Regions from separate parts of the Gossypium hirsutum genome. Here region 1 is linked to region 2. A link is a contact called in public Hi-C data. All regions are on one chromosome and are shown on one strand. Each heading gives the region's core, a stretch centred on a gene start, on an enhancer-like site or on the middle of the called end of the contact. The rest is flanking DNA. Distances are from core to core; before and after follow the strand shown. Region 1 holds the start of LOC107915728 (proteinaceous RNase P 1, chloroplastic/mitochondrial). Region 2 has its middle 8.1 kb from the start of LOC107915731.

The links. Hi-C and Micro-C count contacts between places; a contact is called where the count stands out from the background.
Region 1: a contact with region 2 is called in a Hi-C map of petal, with 4 times the contacts expected there. The contact joins the promoter of LOC107915728 here to the enhancer-like site in region 2. A contact is called at or near these places in 17 of 34 Hi-C or Micro-C datasets (anther, callus, hypocotyl and 3 more).

The regions. Positions count from the first base shown.
Region 1 is chrD10:58,723,454-58,728,360 of Gossypium_hirsutum_v2.1, forward strand. LOC107915728 (proteinaceous RNase P 1, chloroplastic/mitochondrial) reads right to left here and starts at 2,995. Exons shown (of 6, transcript XM_016844864.2): 1 at 1,373-2,995; 2 at 368-457. The coding sequence starts at 2,551.
Region 2 is chrD10:58,591,718-58,596,656 of Gossypium_hirsutum_v2.1, forward strand. It overlaps the pseudogene LOC107915732. Among protein-coding and RNA genes, the nearest start is that of LOC107915731, 8.1 kb to the right of the region's middle. Within about 2 kb of position 3,219, at least 2 of the 9 cell types and tissues checked have an H3K27ac peak or open chromatin away from gene starts, as enhancers often do.

The DNA.
Region 1 (4,907 bases), core at 1,745-4,244, 130 kb after region 2:
ATGCAACATGATTTGTTTTCAGTAGAGAAGCAAGATAATCTAGCAAGATATATAAGAACTTTTTGAGACTACCTTTATTCTTTGTTATGAAAACATAATTTTCAGGGGAGAAAAACAATTTGGACACTATCCTGATTGATAATTATCTATGACTTAATGTAAAACAATTTATTTCATTTAATTTGACTTGACTTGACTTGATTTAAGATAAAATACACAAATACTTCAACAAAGAAATGGGGATGATGACATGGAAATATTTCGTTTTTGGGGCAGAGGCCTGGCCAAATATTTGAGACAGATGACCTAAATCCATGATCTGTCTTGCTTAACATAAATCACATCTTCTTGCAATAGCCCCCCTTACCTGGTTCAAATTGAAAGCTTCTGAGTTGATGAGAGCCACATTTGCACCATCTACAACTGCATCAAATGGTCCATGCTGCTGCAACCACTCCTGGATCAGTGCACTTTCTAATCAGTTATGTTATCATTGAGAACCACTTGATGTAAATATGAATCACTTGCCAAAAGCATACAGAAGTATGCAATGGCATCAGAAAAAGGTAAGTCGCATCAGAAAACCAGAGGAAACTCACTAATAAGTTATGCTATATGTAGCAAGCTGAGGACTAAAAATGAAACGCGATCACCTCTAAATGTTATTAGATTTGTTCACAACATTACAAAACTGGCATGCCAAATTTTGAAACAATTCTGGTTTTTCCAGTACAGAACAGAAAATTACAGCTTTACATTCATGAAAAAGTGTAATATATAAAGCACTCAATCAGCTACCACAGAGGAAAAGTGACTTAGTATTGGAGAAGGGTAAGCAAGAGAAACAAGGGATGGGAGACAAAAAGACAGGCTGGGAATTGGATGAGAACAAGGGGCAAAAGGAGAGAATCAAGGATAAAATCCCTATAATAAAATCTCTTAATTAAGTTCATCATTCATCATTTACATAACACAACTGAAACTGAAGTAACATAAGCTTCTATAGCCTATAATCCCTGTTACTAATTAAATTAACAGACTAACCAGTATAAATAACCTAAAAGTCCCTTCGTTACATACATACATGCATACATACTTACATACACAAACACACACACGCGCGCACAAATCAAAAGAACACACCCAAAGGTTATGGCATGAACTTGTTCTTCTCTCCAACAGTGTTTAAAATTAACAAAAATGCACATCCCTATCCAGTAGATTTTAAATGCCAAAACTTAAAAGTTTAAATGGCATCACAGGATAAGACAACAATGCATTTGCAATACTTACAACAACTAGCAACAGAAACTCCCAATTTCTCAAAGTTGTTATATCAGAAACTAGAAAACAATAGAGTTTAAAGACTTACCTGGAACTGAACAAAATCAGCTCTAACCTCTTTACTGCATGCCAACTCAGTTAATTTAGCAGCAAAATTCTCCGTCTCTTTTGGATCAATATCAATACAAACAAGCTTCTCACCACAGGAACGACACACACCATTCTCAGTCATTTCAGTCCTCACCACCCTCCATCTCCCACTTCCAAGCCACCCTAGCCCATGCCACCCTCCTCCTCCTCCTATAACTGCTTCCTTTATCTGCTTCACATCCCATTTTTCAGCCCCAACACTTGCAGCATCCTTTGATTTAAACCAATCCTCAACAACTTGAAGGGTTGATTCCGAGACTTGCCTCACTGAGGCTCGCAATCTTTGCAACATCTCATACACCTTGTCGGCCTTCTTCGTATTGATGCTAACTTTCAGAAGAGCTGAGAGCTCAGGCTCCTCAGGCGTCACCCCTGATTCAAACATATAAGCATCCACTTCATATGCTTTCTCTGCATTCCCTTTCTCGCAGAATCCAAGCAAAGCCGGCCCGTATGACCTTAGTCTCGGCGGGATTCCAAGACTCTTCATCTGCTTCACCAATTCAAAAGCCATATCCGGGTCTTCCCTTGCTACTGCCAACCTTGCCATGCTTGTAAAAGTAGTCTCATTGGGAGAAACTTCATCTCCAACCATTTTCTGAAAAATCTCAAAACCCCTCTTCAGTCCTAATTCCTTCAACTCATTCAACTGACTCCCATCTCCACTCGCTTCACGAGCACACAAATAAAGCAACATATTGTAATGGTGCAGATTCAGACTAACCCCGTTACTGATGCTTTCATCATACAAACGAAGCGCTTCCTCAAGTTTGCCGTGCTTCGAGCACATATCAAGCTTAATTTTAAGCAGAAACTCAGGTGATTCCATTCGTGCTTTCTTCTTTGCTTTGTTGGTCATTTCATTAGTTCTACTACTACTACTAGACGCATTCAAGCCTGATTTCTTAGCAGTAGCAACCGCAGATAAGTTTCTTGTTTTATCAACAGCAAAGAAATTTACATTAACGTTCGCAATACTAACAGGTTTGGCAAATGAATTACAATGGCCAGCCTCAAAGATGCGAAAAGCGCGCCGGAAACCACGCCGATAAAGTAAAGAAAATGGGATTTTATTAAACATTGAGAGTGAAGGGCCAAAAGGGTTTACCTTTAACATCACTTTTTGTTTTCAAAAATGACAAATTTATAGAAGGAGGAACGAAGTGAATGACACAAAAAACTATTATAGCGCGAACACCATTGCGTTTTGGTGGTCTACATGGATGCCTGTAAACTGTTCGATGAAATAATTGAAAAGGAGAAAAAAAATGGTCGGGCTGGCACCAAGCGTGCCAGAAGTAGTATATTTACAGGGCAAGAAAAAGCGAAACTCTAGGAATTTGAGAGGGATAAGGTGATGAAGACAAATACGCTGGCTACAATCGGCGGTAGGTGGCTGAAGGTGGCGGCCGGAGGAAGTTAGGATTCTCGGGTGGAGAGAGGCGTCTAGAGGGTGAATTTAGAGGGAAGAAGAAGAAGAAAGAAGCAAGCTAGGATAAGCTTTTACAAGCCCATTATCCGGCCATTGTCACAGAAAAATAATTGTTGCCTAGCTTTAGACAAGATAAAATATAATTTGATTTATACAATTCCATTAAAAAGTACCTCTTTTATTAAAAATTAATAAATTATTAAAATCTACTTTTATTAAAAATTTCATTTATCGACATTACTGAGAAAATAACAATATAGATGTTCCTGTATTTTTATGTCTTATGTAGGTTTAGATAGGGATTATTCTTATGTGTTTAATGTAGATTGCCAATTACTTTATTTATAAATTTATTTAATAAAAGTTTTTTAATAGAATCAAAATTCTAGTAAATTTTTATTTAATTATTTTAGTAAAATTAAAACACTTATTTATATATGTGATAAATCTTATAAATAATAAAATATATATTTAAAATGAAAAAAATGTGATATTGGTCCATTAGTTTTTAAATAAATATTTTTAATTATTGTATTTAGAGTAAAGTAATAATTGTTATTCAAATTGGTGAACATAGTTAAAATATGTCAACTTATTTAACAATTTAAATATTATTATAATAAACAAAGATTGTTAGAAAATCGAGGTTTAGGTTATTATCTTTTGATGAGCGAAGCGTTGACCGTAACGGATTTTGTGGTTGGGGCCATTATTGATGTCTCAAACTTAGGCGTTGGTTGAATCACTGAAAAAGTTAGACGACAACCAGAATTGTCGGCTGACACTAATGACCCGACTGTGGATGGGGATGGAAAGAAGGTGTTGGAGGTTGCTGTGCCGAAGGCAACTTATAAGAATATACTGATGGGATTGTCGAACTCAAATGATTCATTGCAGATGTTAGAGGATTTTGAGATTCAAGAAGGGGGTGTACGAACTAAGTTGGTCGATGGGATCCTATTGGTTATGTTCTCTAACAAGATATAAGATTTCATTGAGAGAAAGATGGCCAAAACGATCATTATTAAACTCTAGGGAAGAAAGATTGCTTTCAATGCCCTGTTGAATAGGGTCACGATGTTATGGAGAACCAAGTGCTCATTCCAACTCATAGATTTTGAAAACGATTACTACCTAGCTCGCTTTAATGATGAAGAAGACTATAACAAGGTGTTGACTAATAGGCCATGGGTGATTTTTGGGCAGTACTTGACAGTGAGGCATTGGTCACCAGATTTCTCGACGACACAGGTTGAGGTGGGCATCCAAGTTGTGTGGGTTTGTTTGTCTGGTGTTTCAAAAACCTACTATTCGAGTTTTCTCCTTAAAGTTATTGGGCAGGCCATTGGATCAATAGTCAGAATTGATGAGAATAATGATAGTGCAAAAATGGGAAAATTCGCAAGAATGGTCATTTGTGTAAACCTTTGAAAACCCTTGGCTTTTAAAGTTAGAATTAATGGACGTATACAGAGGGTAGAGTACGAATCTTTACCGAACATATGTTTCAGATGTGGGCTTTATGGTCACAGGATCGACTTATGCCTGAAGAAACGGCCTTTCAGCCCTATCGTCGATGGAATAGCCTTCTGTTAATGCGCCAGTGTTGGAAAAACAAGTTCCTCGAGATTTGTAACAAATGGTAAAAGAAAAAGATTACGAGTTGTAGATGATAGTCGAACGCTAGAAACAGCAGAAAGGGAGAAGTATGGGGATAAATCAAGTGAAAATCAAGGTGGTGTAGGTGAAGGCTCTAAATTTGATGCTCTTGGCGAGAATCAATGGTTGGTTTAAATAGGAGAGGCCAATATCATTAGGCAAATCACTTTGTGGTCGGTTCTTAAGTTCAGTAGCAAGTTGACTCATTTGATTCTTCAAATTCCTTAAAGTTGTGTCATTCTTTGCCATGTATACCTTCAATAAGTTCTCTATGCTATTGGAAGGTTTAACTTAAGTTGGTTTCTGAACTTGTTAGGTAAATACAGGTGGTTGGGTTGATCTAGGTTGTGCAAAAGTGTTATTAGGTCCAACCCCTTGGTTA
Region 2 (4,939 bases), core at 1,969-4,468:
TCAAAAACAAAGCTTCCTCTTGCCATTTCAATTTGATGTGACAATTTTAATATCGGCATTATAGAAAGGACGAAATGCAATCTTAAGTCATTCTTATGCAAAACATGTGCAATCCCTTCAAACTACGACATGGAGCAATTTTTAGAATCACAAGTCGAATTTTGGTTTTGCAAGCCAATGATATTCACATGCTTTGTTCTAGAACAGCCAGATATATCAAATTTCACTTGATCTAACTTACACAAACATGCAGAATTTACAAAACAAAGCAGTAACGTCTCAACACCATCACAAGCAAATGAACTAGATATTTTACTCATCAACGTTTTATCACACAAAAGAATCAGCAAATTCAAATTGTCATCACATACAAGCAGATTTGACGTGTGATATGCCAACCTTTTATCACAAAAAACCAAATTTTGTTCGGACTCACCTGGACTTACTTCTTGATCAATCTTGACAATGTTAGGCTCATGAGCAGAAAGATATTTCGCATTACTATGTAAAATACATTCATCAACAATCAAATTATGATTTCCAATCAAATCAAGATGAAAAACTCTCTCACAAACTAAGTCTTTGGTAATCTTGTCATCAAGAATCAAGTAAGATTGGGAAGACTCAAATACAGTAGAACCCTTACATGGCTTACCTTTAAGCACTTGTGGACTAGGGTCATCTACGATCTTACCTTTCTCGACTAATCGAAATCGTCTCTCCTCAGAAAAGTATTGAAGTTGAAATTGATCAATGAGATTTCGAGAAACCTAAAAAGTAGAAACAATACAAGGAAAACTCATAGGATGGTTAGTAAAAACACTCATTGCTTGTTCACTTTCATCCTTTTCGCTTATTTCTTTTTCCAACTCATTTTCAAATCCTCTTTCTTTTACCATATCACTCATTTCTTTTGCACTCTCGTTTCTTTCTTCAATCTCACTCTCTTTTTCAGTTTTCTTTTCTTTTTCACACTCGTTTTTATTCTCAATCTCATTTTCAATTTTCTTTTCTATCTCACACTCATCTTCTTTTTCTTTCATTTCTTTTTCTTTTTCATTTTCTCACTCGCACTCTTTTTCTTTTTCTTTTTCACATGCTATTTCGATTTCATTACAAAAGTAGAAATCATCAAAATAAGAAGCCTTTTGTTGAGAATAAGAAAAGGGTTCTTCATACAAATGACAATCATCTCTTTGTGATAGATCTCCCGTAGCCGAGTACATTGACACTCTTGTAACACGTTTGCCTCTTTGTAAATAATCCTCCGTAGATAAAAAAATTGATGCACTTGTAGAGACATGTCTACCTTTTCGTTTATCATCTCGGAAGGACTCATACTCGGAGTTTGCTTCTCTTGGTCTCGAACGCTTTGTTGAATAGGAGTCTTGATAAGAGTCTCTTGTCGAGTAGTATCGTCGTGATGATCTTGTCTTCGTCTCTTGACCCGGTGAATTTGGCTTCCGTCGGACTCTTTCCTCCACTCGATCCAATCTATCATGCAACTTATCAAATTTTGATTTCACCATTCTACGCATATCTTGCATCAAATATTGGAAATCTATTTCGGAAAATTCTTCTTGAGACATGATTATACACTAAAAGAAGAAATGTTAAAAAAATAATAACAGAAAATTAGATACCTCACCACAAAATCCTCACCAATTCTCTCGAAAAGGAAATAATGATTTTCACTCGCACTCGTGTTTACACTCAATTTTTGCCTTTTTCTTTTGATGTAATTCACTCGTGCCTTTTTCCACTCAATTTTCGCCTCTCGAAGTTCTCCGCAAACTAGGTCGACGAATCAATACCGTTTAGCGTCGGCTTACAAAATTGATTTGGCTTGGTGGGTAATGATGTCGGAAATGGTAGGCTATCAAACAAAATAGAAATGGTTAAGTGTGACTAGAAATAATTTGAATACTACGGCAACAACTTCACCTTCACAATTCGACAATAATGAATTTTGTCACACTTGTTTTTTTTTAATAATTTCGAATTTTTTTTCTCTTTTTTTTGTTTTTCAATACTGAATACAACAAGGAAAAATGAATTGAATACAAACTTTTTTTTTGAATTTTTTTTCGATTTTTTTACAATACCGTAATACCGAAGACGACGATTCTTACTCTGATTCAGCTAGCTCTGATACCAAATGATACGCCTCGGCCTCGTTGATTAATTCGAGTCGTTGATGTGCCCGATCGTAAATTGGAGTAATGTTGATATTTGTCGAAGATAGGTTAGAAGAAAAGGATTATTTAGGCTCAAAAGAGTTTTGTTGGTTTAGGACATGAAACAAAAGTCAATGGATGCAATTTGGCTAAGGATTCAAAAGCCGAACTAACACAATGGTAGTGTGTTAACCCGTAACTTATGAGAATGCTTAGGTTGGTAAGGTGTTGATGGAAGGTTTGTAAAGTGGATAGAAACTTCGACCCGCTATCAAAGATGATAGGAACCTCAGTATATGAATCGAACGCCACACTTTTGGGATTAAAGTGATAAGTTCGGGTAGAAAGACGGGTTGACTCCACAAGGGTTACTTGATAAGTCAGATGAGTCTTTGGAGAACAATGAGAGTTGAAAACAAACTCACAAAGTAATCAGATTTCATATAAGTTTCAAAAGTATATTGTCTAAACCCCAAAACAATTACAAAGCAAACTATTTATAGCTAAAAACTAAGCTAGCCGAACAGCCACTTGCATCCTTAAGAACTAAGCAAATGAATCTATTTAATTAGGCTAACAAATTCAGCTAATTAGGAGCTTGAATTGGACAGCTTAAAAACTTAAATAAATGTACTTAAAAAGATGAATGCATCAGGAGACCAATAGTCATGTCTAGATTCGGCCACAGTCTTGAATGACTCCTTAAATTGGCATCTTTTGGCTGAATGGAGATGAGCATTAAAGGTGTTCTTTGAACAGCCAAATGAGTGTGAAAAGTCATCCTTGAAGAGTCTTCTAGGTGTGGACACGTTCAGCTGAATGGTCTTTGGTGTGAACACCAAATGTGAACGGTATGATGCTGTTTTGGGAAATGGATCAGCCAAACTTGGAAAATTCATGGGGCTGCTGTTCCTTGGCCGAATGGTCGCTTGGAAGAAAGAAAACAGCAGCTCAATCCTTTTAATTACCGTTCATGCATGGATCAATCAAAGATGAATTTAACACATTAAATTCGGTAGCAGCTTCTTTCTTCCCAGTAGAGTTGGCATGTTATTGCTCTACACACCAGCTTTCCTTGTCGGTGTTGCTTCCTTTTGGCTTTACCCAGCTGATGACTCTAGCTTTCTTTTCCTCAAATCTGCCGTTACCATCCATTTCTTTAAGAGACTTTTTGAGGTATCTTTACTCTTTTTTCTCTTTTGCGGATACAATTTTTTTTTATCTTACGATGAATGTTCATAAAGTAAATTTATTGATTAAACATTGCAGGTGATTTTCATTCATAAATACAGTGGAGAGATGTCTCTAGACACAATAATAATTATACTTGTCAGCTATTTCTTTGTCAGTTTAAGCCTGATTTACACACAAACTTTCAATCAAGGACTCTCAGAGCCGTCCATTGATTTGAAGTACCTTGGAATTGTGTTGTTTTTAATAGGAATTAGTGGCAATTTCTACCACCATTACCTTCTGTCCAAGCTAAGAACAAAGGGTGAGAAAGAGTACAAGATCCCCAAAGGTGGTTTGTTTGAGTTGGTGATTTGCCCTCACTATCTGTTTGAGATTTTAGAGTTTTTGGGAATTAGTTTAATTTCTCAAACATTGTACTCATTTTCAGTCACTCTAGGCTCTGCATTGTACTTGATGTGTAGGAGTTATGTCACTAGGAAATGGTACGTGTCTAAGTTTGAAGATTTCCCCAAGGAAGTCAAAGCTTTTATTCCATTTGTTTTTTAATGCATGGATGAAGGCTTCAATATACACCCACCGATTATATACTCTTCATTAGGGAATGGAGATTTGACAAGAAAATATAGTCTCCAATTAACCACTTTTATGTTATGATTATAATTGTGTTTTATCATGGCTTCAATACATGTTATTAGACCATATATGTAATTATCTAAAAATGGGAAATTTCAAATGATAAGCATGTGAATCCTTTCATTGTTGCTTCTGAAATTCACAAAATTGTTGAGCTGGGCCTAAATGAAAGGAATATGTGGTTATGAAAAGGGCTGCCGACTACTTGCTAAGAAAATGTGGGTCCGAATCTACAACTAATGTGACTTTGGTAAAAAAAGGCAAGTATGGAATCAATGTTCACTACTTTTAAGCAAACTAGTTTGGTTTTATTTCGAGTAAGAGAAGTTTGTTTTTCGAGTTTTCACTATAAATTCTATTTATATGGATTTTGATTGCCAACTCATACATATTAGTTCCAGTTGCATTTTATTCAAATTGAGAGAATAACCAAAACAATTCGACTTTATTTTTTTGTTTCCGAAGTAACTCTCATCAACTAGTACTATTTTGATATGAACTTTTAGAAGGAATTCATCAAATTTCTTCCATCTAAAATCACCCTCTTTATATGATCGCCTATACGGATCTACTAGATATATTTCATGAATAATTCAATTGTCATATTTAATCAAAATGAAAACGTTTAAGTGTTTTGGGCCAGTGGGCCTCTTTTTTATTTGGGCTTGAATGTTTTTTTGTTTTGGTCTGTAATTTATTTTTTTGCTTATTTGTAAATTGAGCCCGAGAGAAATTAGGCCCTTACAATGAGTTATTAAATACATTGAAATTTTGTAGAAAGATTGGCTTTTGTACCAAAATCATATATATGAGTTATCATTATTAAAATGATATCATAAAAAAATATCTCAACTCCATGATTTTTTGGATAATCATCTAATTTATCAATATAATTATATATTTATTATGTATTAAACGTATTCATGGATCGGATA